Linked DNA regions of Mus musculus: all the other regions are linked to region 2. A link is a contact called in public HiChIP or PLAC-seq data. All regions are on one chromosome and are shown on one strand. Each heading gives the region's core, a stretch centred on a gene start, on an enhancer-like site or on the middle of the called end of the contact. The rest is flanking DNA. Distances are from core to core; before and after follow the strand shown. Region 1 overlaps Sgce (sarcoglycan, epsilon). Region 2 holds the start of Ppp1r9a (protein phosphatase 1, regulatory subunit 9A). Region 3 overlaps Gm38761 (a long non-coding RNA gene).

What was found. HiChIP or PLAC-seq counts read pairs in DNA pulled down with a chosen protein or histone mark.
Region 1: an H3K27ac HiChIP or PLAC-seq map of embryonic stem cells shows a contact between it and region 2, with 7 read pairs. The contact joins the enhancer-like site here to the promoter of Ppp1r9a in region 2. A contact is called at or near these places in 1 of 39 promoter capture datasets (neural stem cells), 2 of 484 Hi-C or Micro-C datasets (the N1E-115 cell line and embryonic stem cells) and 7 of 115 datasets of contacts at active chromatin or transcription factors (embryonic forebrain, embryonic stem cells, extraembryonic endoderm stem cells and 2 more).
Region 3: an H3K4me3 HiChIP or PLAC-seq map of embryonic stem cells shows a contact between it and region 2, with 18 read pairs. The contact joins the enhancer-like site here to the promoter of Ppp1r9a in region 2. A contact is called at or near these places in 9 of 39 promoter capture datasets (cranial neural crest, embryonic stem cells, hippocampal neurons and 4 more), 14 of 484 Hi-C or Micro-C datasets (the N1E-115 cell line, differentiating embryonic stem cells and embryonic stem cells), 13 of 115 datasets of contacts at active chromatin or transcription factors (embryonic forebrain, embryonic stem cells, extraembryonic endoderm stem cells and 3 more) and 2 of 9 other capture datasets (adipose tissue and embryonic stem cells).

Annotation. Positions count from the first base shown.
Region 1 is chr6:4,674,340-4,678,970 of GRCm38.p6, forward strand. Sgce (sarcoglycan, epsilon) reads right to left here. Exons shown (of 11, transcript NM_011360.3): 10 at 3,728-3,771; 11 at 11-293. The coding sequence ends at 277. Among named protein-coding and RNA genes, the nearest start is that of Gm38761, 22 kb to the left of the region's middle. Within about 2 kb of position 3,297, at least 9 of the 459 cell types and tissues checked have an H3K27ac peak or open chromatin away from gene starts, as enhancers often do. A contact at or near this core is called in embryonic stem cells, where this site is marked.
Region 2 is chr6:4,900,388-4,904,730 of GRCm38.p6, forward strand. Ppp1r9a (protein phosphatase 1, regulatory subunit 9A) reads left to right here and starts at 2,588. Exons shown (of 16, transcript NM_001363809.1): 1 at 2,588-2,644. It overlaps Gmfg-ps (glia maturation factor gamma-like), which reads right to left and starts at 2,827. Exons shown (of 5, transcript XM_030255708.1): 1 at 2,661-2,827. The coding sequence starts at 2,827.
Region 3 is chr6:4,656,228-4,660,765 of GRCm38.p6, forward strand. All of the region lies in intron 1 of Gm38761 (a long non-coding RNA gene), which reads left to right. Among named protein-coding and RNA genes, the nearest start is that of Gm38761, 3.9 kb to the left of the region's middle. Within about 2 kb of position 2,829, at least 5 of the 459 cell types and tissues checked have an H3K27ac peak or open chromatin away from gene starts, as enhancers often do. A contact at or near this core is called in differentiating embryonic stem cells and embryonic stem cells, where this site is marked.

The DNA.
Region 1 (4,631 bases), core at 2,047-4,546, 230 kb before region 2:
TTACCACACATTAGGCTCCATTAATATTTATTTTAAAGTTTACTTTTTATTGTAACAAATATAAAGTCGTTGATGTCTTATAAATTTTCAAAAATGCTTTAAGTACAAAAAAAATGCATTAGTAAGTGAGAGATGTGTCACGGTATTTGGTTCTCAACACAGTGGGCATGCGTAACCGATGTCAGGAAAGCTCATGCATTATTGGAAGGGAAAGGGGTGAGACACGGCTGCAGCAGTGCTGATTATAAACTCATTGCTTCTGTCAGCTTTCTTTCTTCAGGGATACCATTTACCTGTAACCGGGATGACAACATGAACGTGAGTTAGGCAGGCTATGGCACGTTTAGCTCTTGAACATAAGACTTGTTACAAGACAGACTCTCTTTTAAAAATGTATACAATGTTTATATAGTATTATTACTAAATTTTGTAGTTACCATACAAAAAGGAGGTGGTATGTCTCAACACATGTATATCTTGGATTTTGCTCATATTTGTATTTATCACCTTATTTATTTTAATTCTCCTTTCCTTTGGTTTGGTCTAAACAGACTCACTTCTGTTTTATGCTGTACATAAGACATGTACATGTATGTATCATATCATATGTATCATATAGGACACATACATATATATGTATGTCATATACTCATATATGAAATTTAGATTGCAAGGAGAACTTTTCTACCATCTTAGTTTAAAATAATTATTCTGCATTATTTTTCTGTGCTTGGTTTTAAAAGGAGAAAGAAAGGAAGGGATTAATATTAAATTAGTACTCCTTTTCCTGAACCTATTTTATATTCTCATAAAGCCTGCAAACTTCTCTCACAATAAACAAGCAGAATGAGGTTGACTGCGGGATGTATGACTGTACCTTTTAATGGTGGCTTCAAAACTACCACATGCGTTGGAAGGGCAGAGAGGATGGAGACCATGAAAGAGCATCAAGCCTTGGACTTAGTACAGACGTTAGTGCTATTATCTGCCCTTAACTGCTCTATTATCCCAGCCAGTGCTCAGGCCCAGCAATACAGCATCACCAGCTAGTTCACTTGTAAACTTTCGATGGAAATTTAAAAGAAAATAGCTAACTGCGCCAAACAGGCTGCAAATCAACTTTCAGCTGATAAAGTCCATATAGGCAGCTAAGAATAGAATGACTTGCTCTCCAAGAGTTGACCTGTGGGTCCCCATGCCCCTTCTAAATAAAAAGCCCATTGCTGTTTCACAACAATCATGCACAGATCATCCCCTCCACCCCGAGCTGAGATGAAGAGGGGGACAAGCAGGGCAGCTCAAAGGTACTCTTAAAAACACACAATGGGCCTTGCAGATGCAACAGAATAAACTGGAAGCTCAGAAGATTTTGCTGAAGGGACCCTGGTATAGCTGTCTCATATGAGGCTATGCCAGTGCCTGGCAAATACAGAAGTGGATGCTCACAGTCATCTATAAGATGGAACACAGGGCTCCCATTGGAGAAGCTCTCTAGTAAGTACCCAAGGCGCTGAAGGGGTCTGCAACCTGATAGGTGGAACAACAATATGAACTAACCAGTACCCCCAGAGCTTGTATCTCTACCTGTATATGTAGCAGAAGATGGCCTAGTCGGCCATCACTGGGAAGAGAGGCCCCTTGGTTTTGCAAACTTTATATGCCTCAGTACAGGGGAACGCCAGGGCCAAGAAGTGGGAGTAGGTGGGTAGAGGAGCGGGCGGGGGGGTGGTCTAGGGAACTTTTGGGATAGCATTGGAAATGTATATAAAGAAAATATCTAATAAAATAAATTAATTAAAAAAAACAATATCTTAATGTAAATGACTAGAGGAGGAATAAAGGCTGCAACTGGCCCTCAGCTCCCTCCCCAGGAGGCCTAACACCTTTAATGCTTTAAATGTTTGGGAGGCAGAAAGAACCATCTCTCCTAGTTAGCACCCAGTGCTAGGGTGGTCTCGCTCCCTTCTGCACACAGATCCTTGAGAGGCTCACTGAGAAAACAGTAACAGCAAAGCACCCACGAGAAGATCCTACCGTCTGGTCTGTAACACGCATCAACGTGCAGAAAACAAGAGAGTACGAGGTCCGCCCTAACCAGAAGGAGGAACTCTTTCCATCGAAATGCTACTTTCCCAAAAATCTTTTTAGAAAAATATTGGAAAAAATGAGGTTGAGCAGCCAAAAGACCTCCAAGGGGAAGGAAGCCCTTCTTCATCAGTGTACCCAGCTCTGCCCATGTGCTGCTCCCGACAAGGAAAGCTGCCCAGTGCTGAGCACAGCACCCCAACATATCAAACAAGTCCCATTATCTACTGATACTATCTCCAACAGCACCTATTCAAGATCTCTATTCTCCTAGGAGGCAGAGAGTGAAAAAAATCTAGCTTTTCACAAGTCTCGAAAAAATGTTTATAACTTTCCTAGAAATTTTGTGATTTCTACTCATTGCACGCCACAAGTGAACAAGAGTCAGAAAGCTGACATCTCAGGAGAGACAGACTTCCTTGGTTAGAGAGAAAGGTGCTCTATCAGTTTGGTTACAGTCGTGTTCCTTTAATTTTTTTTTCTCTTTAAAAAGATAGCCATGAAATTAGAAGTAAGAACTTGAATGTTTTCCTCTTTCAGTGACGAATATTTATAACTAAGTTTGTTTCGTCATCAATCCCCTGGATGTTTACAGACGCACACCACCCATCAATATATTGAATGGTCTACTTGAATCATATTAGCATTTAATTAAATGAAGCAATCAAAACCCTAGGAACAATTCTGATAAACATCATCTTATAATTAAAATCTGATGAAAAACTTTATTATACTTGCCTCAAATCTTTGAAAAGTTGTCAAACGAAAATCTCCTTAAATTCCCGAGAGCAGTAATAGAGGAGATAACTCTGAATGAAAACATCCAATACATTTCTAATGTGGCTGGCATTTTTTTTTTTTTTGAGACTCACTTAATGGCTTTTCCCACCACAAAGCCACTATTCATACTTAGAATTCCACACTCAACTTACATTTTTAGAACTTCTCTTGCTTTCCAAAAGAGGAACAAAGGCATTACTGGTTGCCTGGCAATTAGAACTAGGAACCAACCACTAATTAGTAGACAATTGTGAATAAGTTAAGAATGAATGAAATAATTGGCTGTGGAGATTTTTTAGGGACACTTGAAAGAAATGAACTTAAAGAAAGCATGGCTTGGGGAAAGAGAACAGCCAGGGAGACTTGCCCATCATCTTGTCCTCACTGGTCATATTCTAATGGCTTTTTAAAGCAGCTTTAAAACAGGCCAACCATTTCTCATTGATCGCCCTGAAGGCTCAGCAATTAGTCACAATGGTTGCCCTTTGTGAGAGTCAGTTTCAACCTGATCACTTACTGAGACAAATCCTGGACCCACCCAAGCTAAAAATCTTTTATACCAAGGGGAAGAATAAGGAGTTCCCATGTAGAAAGGGAGTGGAATGCATCTTTCTTAATTAGACAAGACCTCCACGGAAGGACACTGCTGCTTTAAGATCATTTACCATTTGTTTGTCGTTCTGAGGCCCATTGATGCAAAAGTCTAAGCCACTCTTCTGAGCTCCTCAGTCTAATTAAGGAATGATACAACTGTTTTGCCTCCCGTGATGAAGACAAAAGTGTCATCAATTATAGAGTGCTATGACAATCTTTTACTATATTAGCTCATCCATAAACACTGAATTAGCATCTTAGTACTCACCTGTAGTCTGCGGTTGAGGGATCTGAGTCTGGTGTGGCAAGTTCCTAGAAATGATTAACATTATTGAGTAAAAATGTGTTTGCACACTGGTAATCAGAGACCAAGACACATTAAGATAGAAATCTGCTCGGAGAGGTATCACTCAGATAACGGGCTCAGGTTTTGCACCCTGTGGGGCATTGAGCTATGCACATACATGAGAGAACTGAAGACCAAGGAAGACAAATAGCAATCTCTGATAATGTCCATGAAATTCTTACCATATGCCATAACAAAACTCCCTCATGATTCTAAAACATAGGTCTTATTAGTTTTTCTATTTTCTTATACGTGAAAATAGCCTTAAAGTTTGAAAATCACACGGCTAATAACAGTGGATAAAGATATAAACACAGTGATGCCAGCAATTAAATTACTGATGTGTACAATCTCAAACTAGGTCTAGATCATAAAACCGGTATGGATCTGTGCATACACATATGTCTATATACATCATCATATCGTACAATCATCACTGGTACGTTATAACAGCTTTGAAGGCATATCACTACCTTTATTCACTAAACATGCTATCTTCATGCCAAAAAAGGCCATTTCCCTGCCTGGACTAGGAAGAGTTTCGAGTCCCCCTTGACGTTTCTTTCCGTTCCCAAAGGCAATCACTGGGATGTTTCTCAGCTTTCGTTAAATCTGTCCCCTTCGTTTACACCTTCATGTCTCCCTTGGAGCCTCTGACAGCTCTGATGTAGTTCTTCGTCCCTTACAACCCACTGCTGACCAGTGACCTCCCAAGACACAGATCTGTAACACACACCTCAATATTTCTTATTTCTTTCTCTCTATCAGCAAATTCAATTTCTGGCTTCTTAGTATGTCTTAAGCAGACGGAAAACTATCTGTAGCC
Region 2 (4,343 bases), core at 1,338-3,837:
ACCGAGATTCTTTGTGTATACTTGCCTGGCTATTCTCTCATCCTTGTTTTCTAGGAAATGAAGCTGTAAATACATTCCCAAGGCCCAACCCTCTGTAACATGTCCTGATATTTCCGGTTAGAGAGGTGGCTCAGTGGTCAGGTGCTGTACTGTTCTTCCTTAGGATTTGAGTTCAGTTCCCACCACCCACACCTGGTAGCTTCACACACTGTCTGTAACTCCAGTTCCAAGAGATCTGATACCCGTATGTATTCATGGAGACCAGAAACATGTACTATCTATCTCATTCATGTACTATCTCATGATACATAAATACATACTCAAAAATCAAGTGAATCTTTAAAAATATAATTTGTTAGGAAAACATTGTTTTAATTAATTACTGCAGTGTATTGTATCATTTCCCTTTTGGGGGGGAGGGGGTTTGAGACAGGGTTTCTCTGTATAGCCCTGGCTGTCCTGGAACTCACTTTGTAGACCAGGCTGGCCTTGAACTCAGAAATCCGCCTGCCTCTGCCTCCCGAGTGCTGGGATTAAAGGCGTGCGCCACCACGCCTGGCTCATTTCCCTTTTTTTATTGCTAACTTTTTGTGGCTTAGTTGAATTAAGCTTGGTGGTTAGGTATGTGCAGAATAAGTACACACACATATGGTTCGGTACCATTTTTATTTTGGTTATAAATTGGGGTTGGGGAGGGCTTGGAATGTATCTGCAAAGATAATTCTAGGGCAGAATATAAAGATGGGGGAAATTACTGGAACATGGAAGGAAAAGAAGATATTCATCCCAGAGCTGAGTCCACTTCTACCAATGAGAGGCAAGACTTCCAGCACAATTAGTGACATTTGCTGTAAAAGTTGAACACACACACACACACACACACACACACACACACACACACACACGTTAAAATAGCTATGAGCCAAGCTTAAGGACAGGCCACAAATGACCTTGGAAGTACCTCATTTCTTTTTCTAGACATTTTCTAGAAATCTCAAACAAGAACTTTTTTTTAAAAGAAGATTTACTTATTATTATAGATAAGTACACTGTTGCTGTCTTCAGACACACCAAAAGAGGGCATCAGATTTTATTACGGGTGATTGTGAGCCACCATACGGTTGCTGGGATTTGAACTCAGGACCTTCGGAAGAAGAGTAGTCAGTGCTCTTATCTGCTGAGCTATTTTGACAGGCCAAGAAATTTGTTTACAGTAAAGATAGCCTATCTTTCAAAATTAGGGTGATCTAGAATTTTACAGTATCAATTGAAACCTGGAGGGCACGCCTGTGGGATTACCCCAGTATCTCATTTAAGTTCTTTGCTCATCCTTTGAAGACAATAGTTTCAAAACTGGCCTGAATGATATATATCGGAAATGGTATATACTGGAAGGAAAACAAAGAGAAAGCCTCAGAGAATGCCCAGCTGTGTTCTGGAGTGTGCCTTCATCGTACCCTAAGTGTCTCTATCTACTCTAAAATACCCTTTAACAGGCCTCAATCCTGCAGCCTACGAGCTAATTCTAAAAATTCTGCATTAAAGCAAAGGTTGAGAATTTTAAAATCTAAATGACTAGGGAACAGACAGGCTGAAGAGCGGCAGCACTGAACAGACAGGCTGAAGGGCGGTAGCCTGACCCCTGCCATGGCTACTGAAATTCTAAATCTAACATTCAGTGCTATATGGAATATTAAGTACTTTCGCCTCTTTCTAGATTGCCTGTATTGAGAGGGTTACACGATCTTGCAGCTTTTTCTATGCACACACACAATTTCAGGCTATTGTTGCTACTATATATTTATTTTTATTTTCCTGATTCGGTTACTCTGAATAGCCTTGGCTGTCCTGGAACTCACTCTGTTGTCCAGGGTGGTCTCAAACTCTAAGATTCATCTGCCTCTGCCTCTCTGCTGGGATTAAAGGCGTGCGCCACCATTGGTCAGCTGTTGTTTCTGTATCTCCAGACAATGGCTGGATTATAGGGTGTCCACAAACTCAATTCTCCTGTCTTGGCTGTGTTGGGATTATGTGTGCACCTCACATACGTGTGGCAAAAACACAATTTTGACTCTTCAAAAATGGTACCTGTGCCCTACAAGGCTTTTGGATACATCAATGGTCTATATTGACCATCAAAGTCCATTTTGTATGAAGGAGAAGAGTATGGAACCTGTCACATTATTTGGGAGGAGAGGGTGTAGTGAGAGTTTTTAACAGGGCAAAACCAGTGAGTGTGAACAGAAAAGATATACAAGAAGAAAAGTCCAAAGTCCTCTTCATCCCTTTCCTTCTAGTAGTGTGGCCTTGAGGGTCAGCTGGATCATCCCAGTGGACACCACAGTAGAGTAGACTAGGGCCTAGGTCTTGGCCTTCTAGGCCAGCCCAGGCCATGGCCAGGCCTTGGATGCCTGGGGTCACAGACTTAACCACAGACTGTGGGGTCCTCAGCATCTGGAAGGCACAGGCCTTGCCCTAAGTGCCAGAGCCCCCTCGCCCACGGTCTTGGGGGTGGGGCGGCCTTGCCTCGGGCCGGTGCCTTTCGCCCTTCGTTGGCCGCCAGAGGCTCCCTCTCTCCCTCTCCTGGGATTTCGCTGCTGGGCTCCCTCTCTTTGCGGCCCTAGAGTTAATCCCATCAGCCGAGGTGAGGCACCTGTTACCCCGGGGCCCTCCTCATCCCCGCGGCCTGATCCCTAAGTCCATCGGGCCTCGCGGGCCTCAGGGCCCGGCGTGGGGGGCCCCGCACGTGGGCCGAGCGGCGTCCCCGATCCCAGGCCGCAGGCGAGGGTGCCCGCTTGCGCGTCGGGTCCCCAGGCCGGGCCGCCATGGCTGGGGTGGAGGTGGGGGGTGGGGGTGGGGGGAGCGCAGCGCGCGTCCCGGGGCCGCCCCGCGCGGGCAAGACGCGCGTGGGGGGCCGAGGCGCGAGTGCAGGCGGCCGCCGCGCGCGCCGCGCCGTGACGAGCGGGCGGAGGGCACACGGTCGGCGCCGAGCCCCGCACGGTCACGGGGGGGCGGGGGGGAAGAGCGCCGAAGGAGTCCGACCTCCCGCCCGGGCCGCTCGGTAAGGGGGCGGCGTGCGGGTGGCGGGGCGGCGGGAGCGCGGGGACGCGGCGGCGTGCACAAAGGCGGACCCGCGGGCGGGTGGGGGTGGACTGCGGTCCGGGAGCGCCAGGGTGAGGAGGGAGGCTTGATCCTCTGCGGGATCTATTGTTTCCCCGGCACACTGGGAGGAAAAGCAGAGGCATTCGTGTGATTGTCACCCTAGCCTTTGCTCTCCCTCCGCTCCAGTGTGGCCGGCGAGCTCGTCTCTCCCCCGGTGCCACAGACCGGGATCCGCCTGGCAGCGGCCCGGAGCCGCCGCCAATGTGTTAGGACTTCAGGTGCTTCTTGGCACCAGGCTAGACTGCGACCTCCTCCTGCCTTAGCGCCTGGCGTCACCTGCTCTCCCGGCCCTGCCCCGGGGGCCGAGGGATGGCGTCCCGAACCGGGCTGGGGAAAATCAATCGGCTGCCTCTCAAGTTGGTGTTATTTATGTTTGTCTTTTGTGAGGGCAGGTTTTTGAATCCCCGGCGGCCCCCTTCGCCCCCGCCGCCCCCGCCCCCTCGTGCTTGAATTGGCGGTGGGAGGGAGCGGGGTGTGCAGCTAGGGGAGAGGGGAGGGTGTTTATGGGTAAAAAGGACATTGTCAACGCTTTCCAAAAAGGAAAGAAAGAAATAAAGGAAAAAACAAAAACAAAAAACAAAAAACAAAAACAAAAACCAACCCAAACCACAGGCACCACACTCCTCTCTTGTTTGCCTGCATGGGCCATGCATGCATGCATGCGTGCCTGCTGGGCCAGGAAGCGAGTTTTGGAGCTGATTTAAGTGAAAGTGTAAGCTCTCTCAGCTGATGGTGCGTGAGCGTGATGTGGTTCCGTGTAACATTAAAACAAAACAAAACAAACCAGAATAATAAGAAAAAAAATGTTTAGAACTGCGTTGAGTGCCTGAAGTGTTGGGCTGCTGGCGTCCTGGTAGAAAACCCAGCTGTGGGCTGGAGGACAGCAAACATGCATGGCGTTCACTTTTTTTTTTTTCTTCCTATCTTGAAGTAAGTTAGGGGCCAGAAGGAGTAGACAAATCAGGACTGTGGAAGGAAGTGTCATGGCATACCTGATTTCTGATTGTCACATTCTCAGGCATCTATTCCCAGGAGACTCCACTCCTTAGTTAATAATAGCCTCTTGGCTAGGAAACTTCCAAACAATGCATAGAAAAACTTACAGTAAAACTTAATTGACCTTCCAGAACTTACTTCTGTCTGTTTTGTCCTGAAACTGATACTTGAGCATGGTGTACATG
Region 3 (4,538 bases), core at 1,579-4,078, 240 kb before region 2:
GAGTGTGAGTGTATGTGTGTGGGGGGGTGGGGGGGTTGTGAGTGTGTGGGGGTGTGTGAATGTGTGTGTGTCCACATGCATGCGTGCGAGCGAGTGCGCGTGTGTCTACATAATATTGACAGCCAAATAGAAAAGCATTTACTAAATCAGTGGCCATGTACATGGATCTTTAGCAGTCTGTTCTAATAATGAAATCCTGCCTAGCACAGCACAGATGAGCTTGGTTGTTACAGGTCTGAGTTTGATGAATGGACTGATACTCCTCAAGATCTATGGAATATGTACAGTGCCATAATGTTAGAGTTATAATAATGCACTATTATGGTTTATATGTACATTGTCTACAAAAGTCTCATGTGCGAAGGTGCAACCTGTTGGTACAGCCAATCATTGAGAGCTTATTGGATCACAGGATCTCTGACCTAATTAAAGATAAATTCATAATTTAACAGAATTATTAGGAGGTCATGGAAACTTTCAGTGTTAAAGCCAGGGTGAAGTGAAACATTGGAGGATGGATCCAGCTGTTCTTGGACTCTACAGCTGTGAGCCAGAACAAATCTCTCTTCCATTAACCAAGTTGATTGGATATTATCTTTAATAATGTGGAAACATGACAAATGAAGATAACACAAAACCACATTTTGGAGCACTGGAAGATGGCTAAAGTCTTATCTGCCATTACCCCAAGTATAAGAATTGTGTGTAACTTACCATCATAGCCAGTGAAAAGGTCTATAGACTGTCTTCCATTCACACTTATCTCTATGATAGTTCTTGCCACATGGGCAAAGGATCCAACTGAGGGTAACCCAGAATCCAGGTAAATTCTACGGCTACTACTCACAGGATAGGCTTTGAGTGGATCCCTGAAACTGATAAACTCATTCTAGCCAGAACCTTATTTATTTCATCCCTGGGTGGCCCACCTCCACCTCCACAGCTGTCGTGATACTTTGGGTCTCTAGGTATCAATGTCAAATTTTCTTCAAATGCCTGGTTATTTCTTTCTTTCACTGAAGCAACGGCATGCGTGTTTAATGTCCATAGAACTGTATGAGGAAAAGACAAGATATTTTTACATTCAGTGGGTTCCCGATCTGAGTACTTAAAGACCTCTGGAGCTAACATTCAGGTCACTAAATCCTGAAATTACTTCTCAGCTGTGTTGCTTTTGCATCTCAGGATATGAGGTCCTCTCTGGAAGTTCCCAAATAGACACTGCAGCTTTAAAACCTAGTCTATGGCTGTTAACTGCCCAGAATTCCTCTACATCGTCTACAGAACTCTCTTCACTGTCCTTATTCTTCTTGAAACTTTCAAAAGTCCCAATTATCACACTTGTAAAAGCTCTTTCCTCCTCTAGGACATTTGATCAAATCAACCTCCGGGAAAGCTTTGGCAATTATATTAGCATCTTATGCTGAGTAGCCATGATCCATGTTCTACTTAATAATGGCTCTTCATTGACAATTGAACAGAATACTCTGGCCTCCTAACGTAACTTCATTTTTACCATCTATCTTCTCAAACTTCTCTAGCTGCCTGCTGTGTACCCAGAAAGCAAAAGGAATTAGATGTCTAAAAGATCGGCTATGGGAAATACTTGTGAAAAAGAAGGGAGAAATGACATAGCAGGGGTCCACAGACAAAGCCCCTTTGCAGGCTGTGACATTTACACACAGAACAGTGTGTGTGCCAGGATCCTTAAGAAGATGTGTCACAACAGTGTCAAGAAATCATAGTGAGGGTGGTGGGGACCCTAGAACTAAGACTGTCCATCAGAGATGCCAAGTATTGAAAAGGTGTATGGTCAGTTAATACCTTTGTCATGCCTGGCCGTGGCTGGGATCAGTAGTCACAGACAGACAGAACTTCTAATAACACCAAGGCTGTTCCCAAGGTTTAAAGTGGGGGTTATCTGTCCACTGCCATCCTATATAGTGCATTTATAGCCGGCATCTCAGAGCAACACTTCCAGGACAATCGCAATAACCTACCTTGGCTGAGTACTTAAAGATCTCTGGAGCTAACATACAAGTTACTAAAGCCTGAAAACAAAAATAAAAAATTAAGGGATCATTTATAGTTAATAATAATGATAAACCAGAATTTACAATTAAATTCTCATGCTCCATGCAAAAAACAGAAAAAAAAAACAGGGATAGTCATATGTATGTGAAAATTAATAATACAGAGAACACAGTATTTTAATAAGCAAAGAATGGAGGGAGACAAAATATAATTTAATTTTAATCTCCGATGCAGAAAGAATGGCTTAGTCATACAAACAAAAGAAAATAAAATTCACACAATCATAATTTCTCTTAGTCAAAAAAAAAAAAAAAACAAAATTAAAAAGCAAAGTAGAAAAAAAGTTTAATGTGCTTACTTTTAATATCCTTATATAAGGATTTTAAAATTATTTTAATCAAGGTGTTGTCTAACTTGTGGCTGCTGCTTTCTAGTGTGTACGGCAGCATAGAACAGTTCATTTCAGCGCATTGGTTTTCATTTCATAACTAGCTAACTCAGAAAGAACTCGGATCACAGCAAAGCTAGTCGTTCTCAGTAGCCTACTGACACTTTGTGTTTACGTCACTTTTTTTTTTTCCTTTTGAAATGTGCTACTGTGGGCTTTCTGTGACACTGTCTGTGTTGTCTGGGACCCCGCCAATGTAGGTATGAATGTCCAGAGCCCCGACTGTCCGTGACTGAGAGCAAATTCTAAGGTCTTCCTGTAAAAACTACCAGCCCTTAGTGCTTCCCGCAGCTCAATCACGGTGTGCAATCACGGTGTGCAAGAAAGATGGCCGTTCTGGTGAGGGTTTTAGCGTGCAGACAAAAGCTTTCTGTCACCCTGTGTCCCTCTAGCAGCTCACGCCTACATTTGCTAAGTCAGTGAGCCAAAAGCGATATGGCTGACACTGGCCGGAGTTTTGCACTTTCACGGATGTGCTGATAGCTTGCTTTTGAGTCTTACTTAGTCATTGTGAATTATTTTTCTCTTCTGTGTTGTAATCGTCTAGTTTTTAATTCTTTTCTACGGCCTTGAGTCTTCCGTGCCAGGCCCGGGGTTCCATAGTTTTCCACAGTTCTAATCCGAGCAGGACTGTGAGTAAGAGCGGACATTTTAGGAGACAGAAACTTAAATCGCAGTGATCCCGCCACGAAGCGGGAGTGCATGCTTCATTTACAGGAAGAATCTAGCCATTAAAATAAAAAAATAAAAAAAAAATCAGTGGAGAGATCGGTCTATCACTCGGTGAGATCAGAAAGAAGGTTCCAGAGGGTCGGCATTCCTCGCGGAGCCTCCAGGGTTCTGGTTATCTTTAAAAGCCAGAGGAGACAGAAAGTCTGCTGAGATGGGAAGGTATGCGGGAGCCACCACCTGCCACTAACCTCTCTCCCAAGATCAAGACACTTGGCTGTGTAGTTACCAGCACCGGTCACTAACTTCTTCCAAGGACAAAATGTTTGGTTATGTATTTATTGTTATATGGAAATAGATTTTGGTAGTTCAAAATGTAAAACGTCCTAAGGAGAAGTAGCACAAAGTTTCAGGTTTTCCTGGTTTGCCCAGTTCTTGTGCTTTCTACCACCCAACTACAAGGAATCCTGTCTCTTAGCTTCTTGTGTTCTTGAAAATTTGTTTCAAAGATGGCAAAGAAAATTGCTATTTTTTTCCCCTCCTAACATAAAACATACCAGAGTTTTGAGCTTTTTCTCACCTAAAAATATTCCTTAGTGTCTTTCTCTATTAAGATACTACCTTTCCATTGTAGGGGGGGGGGGGGGAGAGAAAGTGAGCAAGAAAGACAGAGAATATGTGTGAGAGTGAGTGTGAGTGTGTGTGTGTGTGTGTGTGTGTGTGTGTGTGTGTGAGAGAGAGAGTGTGTGAGTGAGTGTGTGTGTGAGAGAGAGAGTGTGAGTGAGTGTGTGTGTGTGTGAGTGAGTGTGAGTGTGTGTGTGTGTGTGTGAGTGAGTGTGAGTGTATGTGTGTGTGTGTGTGTGTGTGTGTGTGTGTGTGTGTGTGTGTGTGTGTGTCTGTGGAAGGACAACTTTCCGGTGCCATCCACTTTGGTTTTCTGAGATGAGATCTCTCTGTGCCTGGAACTGGCCAGGTTAGAGCAGCTGGCCAGTCATCTAGAGCTCAGCCTGCGACTGTCCCCTTCATGTGTCACTATCCAACTCAAGATTGAACTCAAATCCTCACAAATGACAGATACTTTATTATCACTGTGGCCCTCTGTATCTTCTTCTTTTTTAACCATCACATAGTGTGGCTCTAAGTCGTTGGCATGGTAACATGCCACCATAATCTTTAAGTACTGATACTGTTAACTCCATTCAAATCATATTAAAAGTGCCACAGCACAAATAGCCTTGCTTATATGTCATTTCGCACTTATAAGAGTGCCTGTATGAGAGACATCATCAGATGTGGAATTACTGAGTTGTGGGGAACATGCACTCTTAATGTTATTCAGGGAGCCTGCCCTCCTTGGCGCCCTTGGGGCTGTACACCTCCCATAGCA